Linked DNA regions of Columba livia: region 2 is linked to region 1. A link is a contact called in public Hi-C data. All regions are on one chromosome and are shown on one strand. The core of a region is the stretch at or near the end of the contact, and the rest is flanking DNA. Distances in the headings are between cores, read along the strand shown. Region 1 has its middle 110 kb from the start of CD109. Region 2 holds the start of COL12A1 (collagen type XII alpha 1 chain).

What was found. A called contact is a pair of places that touch in the nucleus more often than the background predicts.
Region 2: a Hi-C map of crop shows a contact between it and region 1, with 6 times the contacts expected there. The contact joins the promoter of COL12A1 here to the enhancer-like site in region 1. A contact is called at or near these places in 2 of 2 Hi-C or Micro-C datasets (crop and liver).

What each region holds. Positions count from the first base shown.
Region 1 is chr3:32,793,001-32,799,258 of bColLiv1.pat.W.v2, forward strand. No RefSeq gene overlaps it. Among named protein-coding and RNA genes, the nearest start is that of CD109, 110 kb to the left of the region's middle. Within about 2 kb of position 3,206, at least 1 of the 3 cell types and tissues checked has an H3K27ac peak away from gene starts, as active enhancers do.
Region 2 is chr3:33,384,799-33,391,056 of bColLiv1.pat.W.v2, forward strand. COL12A1 (collagen type XII alpha 1 chain) reads right to left here and starts at 2,583. Exons shown (of 52, transcript XM_065056323.1): 1 at 2,371-2,583; 2 at 2,107-2,203.

The sequences.
Region 1 (6,258 bases), core at 1,956-4,455:
CAACCCAACCCTGCTTTATCCCTGTGCAGTTTCACTGTTATGTGAGCCTGAGCTTAGAGGGTCACCAGAAAGCTTTAGATCTTGTCATATAATAGGCTAGGTCCCTCTAGCAGATGGGAAATAATAGTGATTTTGGCTTCAAAGTTTGTTGTTAATTGCCGCCTTGCCTTAAACCTTGACATGTTTGAACCCAAGGGAATGGGAGGAAGATGTGCCAGGGGAGGTTTAAGTTGGACATTAGGAAAAGGTAGAGGGTGGTAGAGCACTGGAACGGGCTCCCCAGGGAGGTGTCACAGCCCCAAGCCTGACAGTGTTCAAGAAGAGACTGGACAACACCCTCAGACACATGGTGTGAACTGAGGGGTTGTCATATGCAGGAACAGGAGTTGGACTTGATGATCCTTGTGAGTCCTTTCCGACTCAGGACATTCTATGATTCTATGAAACCCAAAAGTACTCTGGACTCTTCCTTTGACCAAAAAGGTATTGCTTCCTTTTGCATTATTTTATTTTAGATTTGGTTGTGGGGCTAGGAAATACAAAAAAGTTTTCTTTGCAAAATACCTAAAACACTGCTTAATGACAACAACAGAAAAAAATCCAAGGCTTTAAAAAAATTTTTGGCCACTCACATGGAAAGAATCTGTTAGAAAATGTGTTGCTAATGATCTCTCTGCATAAGCTATCTTTAGGATTTATTCTGATATCCCTTTCCCTGAAGAGTATCCTCGGAATAATGGGAAGGCTTATATGTTCCCACAGTCCTAGAAACTACATATTGTGGTTTTTTTCCTCATGCTATTAGGCCATCTCAACTTAGCCGAAAGAATAAGGATCAGAGGCAGATCCTTCTTTGAAGGACATAGTGGTCCTTCACACTTTGAACAGAAAGGTGAACCACCTCTTTTTGATGTCATCTTTTTGATGCCAGTAAAGCCTGAGTCAGAGCTATCCCTGAAGCACACACAGGTGACTGAGTTCCATCCTGAACCAGGACAAATAATCTTAATTTTGCTGCATTACGTATTTTTGGAGAACTGTGAAACATGTTTTGGCACTTTAGAATATCCTTCTACAGTGTCCAGACCCCACCTCAAGGCTGTCATTGTGATGGGCTGCCATTGTGATGGGTTGTCTGGGGGCAGTAGCTGAAAAGGCCAGACTTCTAAGGACTGGATGGATGTAGTTATACTGCCACACTAAATGTTGCCAGTCCCCAGATGATCAAATCTAGAGTCTGAATAAGTGAAGTCATGCATAGGTGTGTGACAGAGGAAAGCAGCCACAACAAGCAACAACTCCTCAGACCAACTCCAGAAAGAATCATAGAATAGTTTGGATTGGAAGGGATATATGTGTCCAACCCTCCTGCCATGAGCAGGGACATCTTCAAACAGATCAGGTTGCTCAGAGCGCTGTCCAGCCTGGCCTTGAATGTTTCCAGGGATGGGGCATCTACCACTTCTCTGGGCAATCTGTTCCTCTGTTTTACTACCCTCTGTGTAAAATATTTCTTCCTTATGTCTAGCCTGAATCTCCCTTCCTTCAGTTTAAAGCCATTACCCCTTGTCCTCTCGTAACAAGACTTGCTAAAAAGTCTGTTCCCATCTTTCTTACAGGCCCCTTTTAAGTACTGAAAAGCCACAATAAGGTCTCACTGGAGCCTTCTCCAGGCTGACCAAGCCCAACTCTCTCAGCCTGTCCTCATAGGAGAGGTGTTCCAGCCCTCTGATCATTTTTGTGGCCTCCTCTGGCCCCTCTCCAACAGGTCCATGTCTGTCTTGTACTGAAGGCTCCAGAGCTGGGTGCAGGACTCCAGGTGGGGTCTCACCAGAGCAGAGGGGCAGAATTACTTCCCTCAACCTCCTGGGCATGCTCCTTCTGGTGCAGCCCAAGATATGATTTGCCTTCTGGGCTGCAAGCACACATTGATGACTCATGTCCAGCTTTTTATCCACCAAAACCCTCTAGTCCTTCTCAGCAGGGCTGATCTCAATCCCTTCATCCTCCAGCTTGTATTGATACCAGGGCTTGCCCTGACTCAGATGCAGGACCTCGCACTTGTCCTCGTTGAACCTCATGAGGTTTGCATAGGCCTACTTCTTGATCTTGTCCAGGTTCCTCTGGGTGGCATCCCATCCCTCAGGCATGTCAACTGCACCACTCAACTTGGTGTCATCTACGAACTTGCTGAGGATGTGGTCGATGCCACTGTCTATGTAATTGATGAAGATATTAAACAATACTTGTTCTAGTATGGACCCCTGAGGGACACCACTTGTCACTGGTGTCCAGCCAGATATTGTGCCACTACTCTCTGGGTGTGACCACCGAGTTAGTTCCTCATCCACTGAACAGTCCACCCGTCAAATCCATACCTCTCCAATTTAGAGAGAAGGATGTTGTGGAGGACCATGTCAAAGGTTTTACAGAAGACTAGATGGACAACATCTGTAGTCCTTCATTTGTCCACTAGTGAAAAAAAAATAAAGCACTAAGAAGTTTGCATAAAACAACGGACATGGCAAAAAGATGAGAGATGGGTGGAAACACAGGGACGGTATCGCTGGAGAGCTGGATTGGCTGCTGAAAGAGACGATAGTAAAATGCTTGATCAGCTCAAGTAGGTCCAAAGTTCTGTGCTTGCACTGCTCGGCTCATTCATGGTAACAGGAGGAGAGTGTAGAAAGTAGGGAAGACAGGAGTGTGATGGTAGAGTACTCTCCAGACGTGCTGCTCAGACTGATACTACAGATTGCTGCTGCCCGAGGTTTGTGAAATGCCACGTACCTGCAGGCAGACACAGTGAAACCGCAGACTGTGGAGACAGAAAGGAGAGGCGGGGGAGTGGAATGGAACATTTTATGCAAAAGCTGCAATACACTGCTAAGATATTCACTACAAAACCCCTTTGAATAAATTTACTGAGAAAATGAGGTAGAAATGTCTGGATAGATGTTTAAGAATGAAGCAAGTTACTCCGCCAGGACAACCTGCCTTTAAAGAGCTGGAAAGAAACATGAAAGGGGCTGATGAGCAGTAACCTTCTGCTGAAGTCAGACTGAGAGGGAAAGCTGTTGTGTCTGAACATCAAAGATGCCTAAGAGATGTAAAACAATGTTGACAGTTTTTTTCAAACATTGTTCTTGCCCTAAGCAATATTTGGCAGACTAAATATGAATCTTCTTCAAGGTATGACTTTAAGTTAGCATTCAGATCCAAGATATGGCCTCAAATGGGATGTGTTGTATAATTTTACTGTTTCTCCATATATTATCATTTAATAGTAGTAGTCTGGGGCAATAAAGAGTTTGAGGATGAATTTTCCACTACCAGGGCAAAGTTTTGCAAGGTTATCTTTTACAAACAGTACTCCAGGAATCAGCTGCTCTTTCTGAGGTTTTTCGGAATGAGAGATTGTGACACAATCTCTAAGAAGGTCACAAAAATAAATGAATGGGATTGTTTTGCCCATATAAAAATAACAGGGGAACACTAAAATTCATCATTATTGGCAGCCTCGGGGCACATTGCTGCAAAGTCAGTGTTGCTGGGACAGTGTAGTGAGGCTTGGACAATGCCTGCTTGCCCTTTGCCGAGTTCTCATGGTTGCTTATTCATTTCTCAGTTTCCAACATACTAAAGCCAACATTTTTCATATTTGAATGGCAAAGTCCAGCTGAGTTAATTAAATCAGAAGTAAGCAGGATAAGAAGTGATTTCATAGAGTTTGTCAGTTGTGTTTTTTGTGCAGGGGATTTTCGCAGTACACTCTGTTTGGAACATGGAAGAAAAATCAAAATATTGTTTTCCCCTCTGTTTTTAGTGTGTATTGAGTAATGCCCTTCTGACTGTGCCATCTTTATCAGGAGAGGTGTGGCAGCTTCTCACAAGCTCTGTGCCTGACTAGATAAGTCACAACAGAGCAGCCTTAGGGTTCAGACAAGCAACCAAATTGATCGAGTTTGACAAGTTACTACAAGTCAGCTGAGCCACAGTAATTCTATGGATGTGCTTTAAGCGTGTGGCAAATCTAGGTTACTATAGTAAAGCTTTAACCTCTTTAATTGCAGACTAAGAGATCTGCAGCATCCAAATTTGGAGTTGTCTTCTGTTTTTTGTGTGGAGAGTTACAATACAAAGACAATGGGGATTTTGCATCAGGGATATACATACATTATGGATGTGCAATAGTTATGAAATATGCCTTCCACTATTCAAGACTAAATAATAGCTTGAGCTTTACCATCAACCTTTTGCCCAGAGAGCTGAATAGCCCAATTTTTAACTCTAAGCAGTTCTCCTTTCTGCTTCCACATGTTGTGACTGCTTTCCTCTTTCACACCTGTGTGTAAGCTTGCTTAGTCAAGACTTCAGCTTTGATTATGTGAGGACTGACGGCATCTGGTAAATAACTGTGATAAAGTTTTTTGTAGTAAGGACATTACCTCTCCAGGAACTGCAGCAAATATTATGTGTTTCAAAAAGGCTGCTAGTGAAGCCAAGAAAGGATGGGTTTGTTTGTTTTGTACAAGGATAGAAGGATTTGAACCCTACATACTTAAATTTGCTCTACCTTTTTGTTTGTTTTTGTTAACAGCTTTTTCTTGTCAGGTGCCTCCATTTTTGAAGTGACATTATTTAGTGAATCTTACTATACAAAAAAAGAAAAATACTTCAGGTTTTTATCTGAGATAGTGAGACGCACAACTTGGCAAAACTGCAATTTGTTTTTCCTGCCATTAAAGATATAATAAATTTATTTTACAGCTTTGTGATCTCATCAGTTTTTGCATGTAGTTGTTCATCAACAAACATATAGTACAAGCTGTTCCTGTTAAGAACAGCGATGTTAAAGTTTTAGGTTCTCACAGCACGACTCCATGAGAATCTAGTGAAGTCAAAACATATTAAGCAGCTGACTGATTCCCTCAGGTAGCATTAATAGAGAGGAAACCAAGCTGCCTACATGCATAAGACAGCTTTCCATGGATTTTCCATTAACTGTTCTGTCAGTTTGCTGACGCTTTCTTCACTTGTTGAAAGGAGGCAAACTAATGTTACAGAAAAGAAGAATTAGTTAAAGGTGAGAGAATAATTCTCTGGGAGTTTCTTTCAGATTTGCGAGTTTCTCCTTGATTTTCTTTTCCAGCCTTGCAGCCAACCACAAGATAAACTGACACCTACTTCAGTGCTCCATGCAGCACCGTAATGTCTTGCAGTACTGGGAGAAATGTTTTTGTGACAAGCTGAAAACCTGTTCTGGTGGTGTTGTTTGTTTTGATTTATTTGTTTGTTTGTTTGGTTTTTCTTGTCTTAAATCTATATTGTAAATGTTATTGTAATTATTGCTAAAGGAATGAAGTCAGAGTAGGATCAGTTTAGAGAATGGTTGCTATTGGTGTGATTACCAAAGCATCAGAAAGAGAGTGAGAATGGATGGGGATGTCTGAATATATCCCAAAGGAAATCTTTGAATATAAGCTGCAGTTATGTTTAAAATACACTTTTAATCTGAAGTCACTTGGTGGTGCTCTTGAGTTGTATTTCAGCTTTGGAACAGATAATTGGCAGAAAGGACTATATTACTTAATTGTTCTTCCATTTTCACTCCTCTCTCTCAGCTGAATCCTGAATTTAGCATAGGGTCCCATTGTACACTCCTGAGCCCCTTCCTAGGTCTCTCCTGCATAGACTCAGTGAACGAGGCTAGACTCATTGTGACTTCCTCTGTGCCAGAAATGATCAACCCAGGAGGTGGGATTCATCTCACTGTTTCCAGCCATCTAAAAATATCCACTGCAAATTAGTTGTTCAGACTCTCTGCATTGTTGCTAGAGAGACAGAGGCCCTTCCAGAGGCTGCTTCATCTTAACTCACCATAGTCCACGCAGCCAGCTCTCCTTTAACCACAGGAGAAAACTACATGAGTATCATATACTGGATTACAAATTTTTGTGTGCCCCTACCTAAATTATTTTTTGCCTTTTTTGGCCCCATGAGCTAATCCAGTTCCATGTTGCAATCACAGTACAGCACAGCTGGGATCTACCTGAGATACAGCAGAGAGCATGTCATGTTATAAAAACCAGCATAAGGCATATGAAAAAATATTCAGAGATTTCTACAGTATCTCAGCTGTAACAGGAATCTAAGGAGTTAAACCATATCTTGAAACAATGCTAAAAGCAGCTGCATAAGTATTGCCCTGGTATTTCCAAGACTTCTGTTCATGCCAGCCCTCTGTGCATGCATTGG
Region 2 (6,258 bases), core at 1,333-3,832, 590 kb after region 1:
GCACTTAGTTAGCTGTGTTTTAGTGGTCTCAAGGCAGTTTGGAAACTGTAATAAAACTCTTTTTGAGGGGTTCTGCCTACAAATGTGCTATTCCTCATTTCTTGAAGGTCTGAAATAGATTATACAGAAGTGTGTGTAACACACAACTGAAACCTGACACATCTGTCTAGCCATGATGTTTCAACATCTGATAATTCATTTACACGTTCTGAGAGAAATAGATTTAAAATACACTATAAAAAGCAGACAAGCAAAAGAGGCTCACAGTCACTGCAGGTCGCCCAGCAAAATAAATGGGATTAGGCCAAGTTAGTGGTTCCTAATTGCAAGCAGCTATACCTTCATAACTATATGTTCTAGGTCGTGTCAAATTATTCCAAATCACTCCAGCAAAACTTCCAAATTATTTCCTTGTCTAAGTAAAAGATAATATGAACAGTCCTCATTGCATACGCATATAAGTATTTCTAAAGTTTGCGTTTTTCAGGAAGCAGGGGAGGGGTAATTTGTTTGAATAAAGTCATAAGTGCATCATATATCATAATTAGGCTGGAGGAAAGAGAATTCCAAAAGCAATTAGGCAACAGATTTTATCAGGAAGGTGCCAAGAGCAAAACAAAAGAAAAATACATAAATCATTAGTCCACAGAAACAGCTGAAGGCTAAAATAATATTCTTCTGCCATCTAGAGAACTAACCAGCAAGGCACATTTAGTGGGTAGATGCTATGGAGATCCAGGAATTTCCCAGTTACTGACGCAGAACTTAACAGGCTTCTGCGGGGCAGCTGTGTATGCTTGCCTTAGCCAAATGCCTTCACTGCACATAAAAATACCAAGAGCTCAAAGAAAAACTAAGCAATGGTTTCAGTCCAATGGTACCTCCAGCGTGTAAACAGAAGAGTAATATTAACCATAACAACTCCATGACACTAACACGAGAAAGACCAAGGTTAGCATTAAGTTCTCCTGAAAAGCTCCAAAATCATATCACTGCTCTGCGTGGGAAACGTCTGTCCCTAAGCACATCTGCTGCATTCTGCAGTGGGTTTAAGGATTGCCTAAACTCAACGTAAATGGACTTTTGTCCCAGAAATGTTGCGTGGGCTTGGAGTGCCATCTTTTGATCCTTTTGAAAAGCAACAGAAATTAATCATCTCACAAAGGCGTCTAGGACTTCACTAGTACTGCAGGGCTACCATTCCTGATGTACATTTTTCTTTCATTAAATACAATGTCTTGGCCAAAGCATTAGTTTGCCCACCTAGAAACTGTTTCTTTCTCGCAAACTTAGGTGCATGACAGAAAGCCTGGAGATGACAGAGGAAAACACCTCTCACTGGCTCAGCAGGGACACAAGAAGACTTTGTGTCAGGACTAAAGGTTTTCTCATTGATCTTTAGAGACCACTTAAAAAAAAAGAAAAAAAAAGGGCCTTTCACAAGTGTCAGTCCAATCTCATACTGATTCAATCTACAGAAGCTTAGCCTAAGCATTTCTGAACTGCACAGTGCATGACATTTCCCACTTTCAGTAAGAAAAAAATAAACCACCACACAGGAGAAGCCCACTACCTATCAAAGGCATAAAAAACTGGTAACAGGAGAAAGCATGACCGGCAGCTGCACACCCCGGGGAGGGAAGCGAGAGCTGCTGCCAAAGCCGCAGCGGTAGCGTGCCTGCGGCCGCCCTGGGCGCTCACACCGGGCTCCGGCTGCAGCCTCCGGCCGGAGGGAACCACCGTGGCAGGGACACCTCCACCGCTGCCTCCCACCGCGTTTCTGCTCCGCCACCCGTCCGCCGGCAGCGCCCGGGGCCGGAGCGCCCGTGCCCCCCCGGGCCCGACAGCCAGCAAGCCCCTCGGGGCGCTCCGCTCTGCGCCTCCACCCTTTCGGCCTCACTCCTGCAAGCCGGCTCTGACATGCCCAACAAGCACACACAGGCACACATAAGCTCTTTGCCCCCTCCTATGTCAGCCTTCAGCCCAGCGCTGCTAATCTCAGCCTAAAGTGCATCAAAAGGGGCTGCGTGCGTGGTGCGTACGGACAGGCAGAGGGGGTCGGCCGAGGGGGCAGCAGGGGATCCCCGCTCCTGCGCGGGCACAGACCTTCAGGGGAGGCTGCAGGGTGCCGGGGTCGGTGATGGGGCAGCTCCTCCGGCGGTGACTCCGGCGGTGCCTGCAGCAGCAGCCGCAGCCGTCGGACCTGGATAAAGGGAGGAAAGGATGAAGCTCCGGGGGCACCTTGTGGAGGGAGCAGCAAGTAGCAGCGGCGGCGAAGGAGGAGCAGAAGCAGCGGCAATAGCTGAGCGCAGAGGAGGCGCCTCGATTACTGTAGCTCCCGGTGCGAGGGGTCCGTCTGGGAAGACTTGCCTTCTCCAAGTGGGAAGAGCCTCCTCTCAATCTGCTACTTAATAGAGGGCTGTTCCCAACTCTCAATTTACCCTCGTAAGCGGTTACGAAACTGCAGGGAAGGTGGACTGCTGCCACCGGGTGATATATGCGCTGCTCTGCTCCAGCAAGGAAGGGGATCCACTTCTGGAAACTGGCGCATACCTCCGCGCATTCCTGCGGCATGAGGCGGGCGGCCGCCGCGGCAGCGCGCCCGCGGGCAGGGGCCCGGCCCGTCGCCCCCTCCCTTCCCTCGGCTTCCCAAAAGGGGGGAACATGGGAGGGCAGTGGAAAAACTGAGTTCCCGGGCACAGCTTCGATGGACGGCCTTGCGGAGGGTGTCCCTTGTGGGGGTTTCTAGGCAGTCGCCCCCGTCCCCCAGCGAAGGGCATGCTCTCCCTCCCCCGGCCGGGGCTGACCCCCGGGACAGCCCCGCAGTGGGGCGCGGGCAGCCCTGGTGGCGCGGCCGGGAAGCCTCGGGGTCAAAAAGAATACAGTCATTTTAATATAATTCAGGTGTGTCTGGCCTCCACCTTGTGTACCCTACCTAAATTAAACTACCTCCCTCGCTGCATAGGTGTTCTGCTTCGAGCATAGAGCACCGCCGGTGCTGGGTGCCGCCTGCAGCGGGGCTCTGCAGGCAGAAGGGACGGGGCGCACGGTCCTCACCGCCTCCTTCCTCAGATCCGGCGGGTAAACATGCGACCGTGACCCCTGTCTGAAACCGGGTGTCTTCAAAAGAAACTGCACTTCCCAAAATCGAACAGCCCTCTGGGCGATAGGCTCTGCGAGGGTCTCCCGTCTCTTGCTTCCCAGAGCCTGCCCGTGGCACCCGGCGTGTCCCAGAGGGTGACACGGCGGGACACACGGCCCCTTTATCTGGCCAGGGGGCCAGGGGAGGCAGGTAGTCCCCGGCCGGGGCTTCCAGAGGCCGCCGCCGGCTCCGCGCCGCAGCGGGGTCTGCTCTTGCACCCGTGGGGAGCGGCAGCCCCGGTAGAGCTCTGGGAACGGGCTCCTCCGGGGCCATTTCGGGCTAAACTACGGGATGGCAGTGTCCCCGTGGAGCGGGTCTGCAAACGGGGGAGGCGGAAAGGGACTAGAGATGGACGAGGAGCGGGGACAAACAGCGAGAGAGAACAGCTGCGGGTGTCTGGCCGCCGCGGTCCCGCTCCTCCCGGTCCCCAGCGCCACCGCCCGCCGCGCCGCGCCGGAGCGGGGCCATTCACGGTGCCGGGGCGCCCCCCGGCGGCGGCGCTCAGGGACGACCGACCGTCCGTCTGTCCGTCCGTCTGCCAAGGCTTCCGCGGGGCCCCCCAGGACCGCTGCTGGTAGAAAGCAGCTTTCAACGGGAAGGGACAAGAAGAAAAACAAAAGGCTGGGGAGAGGGGGAAACGGGACAATCCCTCAGTGCGGGATTTAGAACCTCGCTTTGGAGGGGCCGGTAACATTTCGGGGCATCTTGTCCTCGTGTCAGCTTTTGGACAGACGTGAATTTCAGAGCAATCAGCACGAAGTCCAGCCGGATTGGATGTGCCTCACAGTGGAGGTTAACAGTTTACCGGGGGACGGCTCCTGGGCACTTTTCCGGAGGACTGGGAAATCAAGGACATGTCGATGGGATATTGTCTCTTCAAAGAGGTTGTCTTCGTTTCTGTAATAGATCAGTTATCTGCCTGAGAACCCAAACACTGAAAAGAAAGTGATAACCAGAAGACGTGCGCTGACATTTCCAGACACTCTGGAAGTGAGTCAGCTGCTCTTAGGGACATGCCACAGCTTCAGTTGTCTGGTGTTGATAAAATGCACTTCCCAAAAGCAACATCTCCGCTGCTGATAAACTTTCAAATACTTCTGACCTTGCCCAGCTGTTGAGTTGGATTTTCTCTTTTGGCATTTTGACATCAGGAATTTAATTTCTTCTTCTTCTTCTGCCCAGATCTGATATGTGAAAGCAATATTTCTAAGAAATAATATTTAAAAAAAATAAAAGTTTTCTGAGCGAACACACCAGGAACACCAGTATAAATGTGGTGTGACCAATAGTTTCAAAATAATGGATATCAGGGATTACAATGAAATATCCTTCCATAGGAAGTTAATGAATGCAAATGAGGTATTTTAATCACTTGTGCACTGAGTATTTTTTACAATGTACTGTGAATTTTTGTCATCACGGGTTAACCAAGGTTTGATGTTAACAGCTAAAATCAATTAATGCAAATAATGAGTATGGAAGAAAATATGTATTATTCTATATAAAAGTTAAAACACTCAGAACAATTATTAAGCATATACAAGTAATTTGGTACTAATTCTACAACTGACTTTATATTAGTGGAGACTTTAAAACCAAAGAGTCTCTTAAGGGTGCAAGAATCTCACAGACTGTCCCTTGCAGACTTTGGTGCTGCTGAGGGGACCATCTCCCAGTCCTCTCAACTGACCAGCTTTGCTTAATTTCTTGTCATGAAATAAGACACAGAGCTGGCAAGAGCAAATAATTAATCGACTCCAAGGGCACCAGGATTTCATTCTTTAACTCTTCGTTCTAACCATGTTTCTCCCAAGATGTTTTACATGTAAAATACAGTAACAAATTGCATTTAGAGTGTGTGCTTCCATACATCACAGTAATTAAATGGGTTGTTTTTAATCAGCTCTGTTGCTATGTACATTCATAGTCTGAGTACACAATATGTGCTCCAGAAGGCATTTCTGAAATGCATAAACATTTACTTACACTCTCCTGTCTGCTTGTTTCTCAGACAAGTGTTAAAAACATTAAGACCATGTACTCCAGCTCTGCATTTTTCTCTGCTAAGCTGAATAGATTGAAATAGGGACAAATTTAAATACAAAAATCAATATTTTAAGTCAGATCTATGCTTTTAATAACATGTCCCATTTTTAGTTCAGGTATGTGATAGTGATATTGCAGGTAACCAGGAATTTCTTAAAAATTGTAGACTTATTTGGTGTCTGGAGTAATTCAAGATATTTTGTGCTTTGGGCTCCTTTTTATTTTTTCTGTTTCCTCAGACAGCATTGCCAGAACACAATAAAACAGGACACCCTGCATTTCAGCATGGTAAACCTTGAATATTGTTTTCTATGTGGATATCAAACTAGATTTGGCCTCTGTGGCTTCCTGACCAATTAGTTGCATCTGTTGGCCTCTGTGGCTTCCTGACCGGTTAGTTGCATCTGCTTTACCTACAAATAGGGTAAATGCCTTGTTCATAGGTATATGTATATATTTGTGTATATGCTTTACACAGAGGAAGAATCAAAACAAGTGTCAGCTCTTTGAATGTTAAACACTGGACAGATTCAGCATTTAAATGTTGTCATACAGGTGAAACTGTGCTGCTACCAGTGACTTACCTACATCTACCCAGGAACTACTTTGCTGGTCCATCTTTCACTGCAACTATCACTACAGTGTATGTAAATTAGACATTGGCTTAGTACAGACATTTAGGAGGCCCTTTCATTCCTTACAGCACAAAGTATGACATTTCCAGTGTATTTTTTTATTCACTATTAATAGTCATAAAGCTAATGTTGCACAGTATTCTATCTGCATCCATAAAATTCAGAAGGACAAAATACGGCAAACTGCTTCCTCCAGTCTCTGCCTTCTCTGAGAGATTTCCAGTAAATGGCATGACAAGAACTCTGGTTCTTGTGTCTTGAGTCTGGTGTTTATTTATTCAGATAATTTCATTTCAGAGCTGGTATTCAGAGAACAGCACTAGTCTGACCTCTCATAATGAGGAATGGCTTCTTATATTAGCAGTGTTCAGAGAGGACTGGTTCTATCTGAAATCTACTCGCTTAGTGGAACAACTACGGAAGCAACATCCCTGG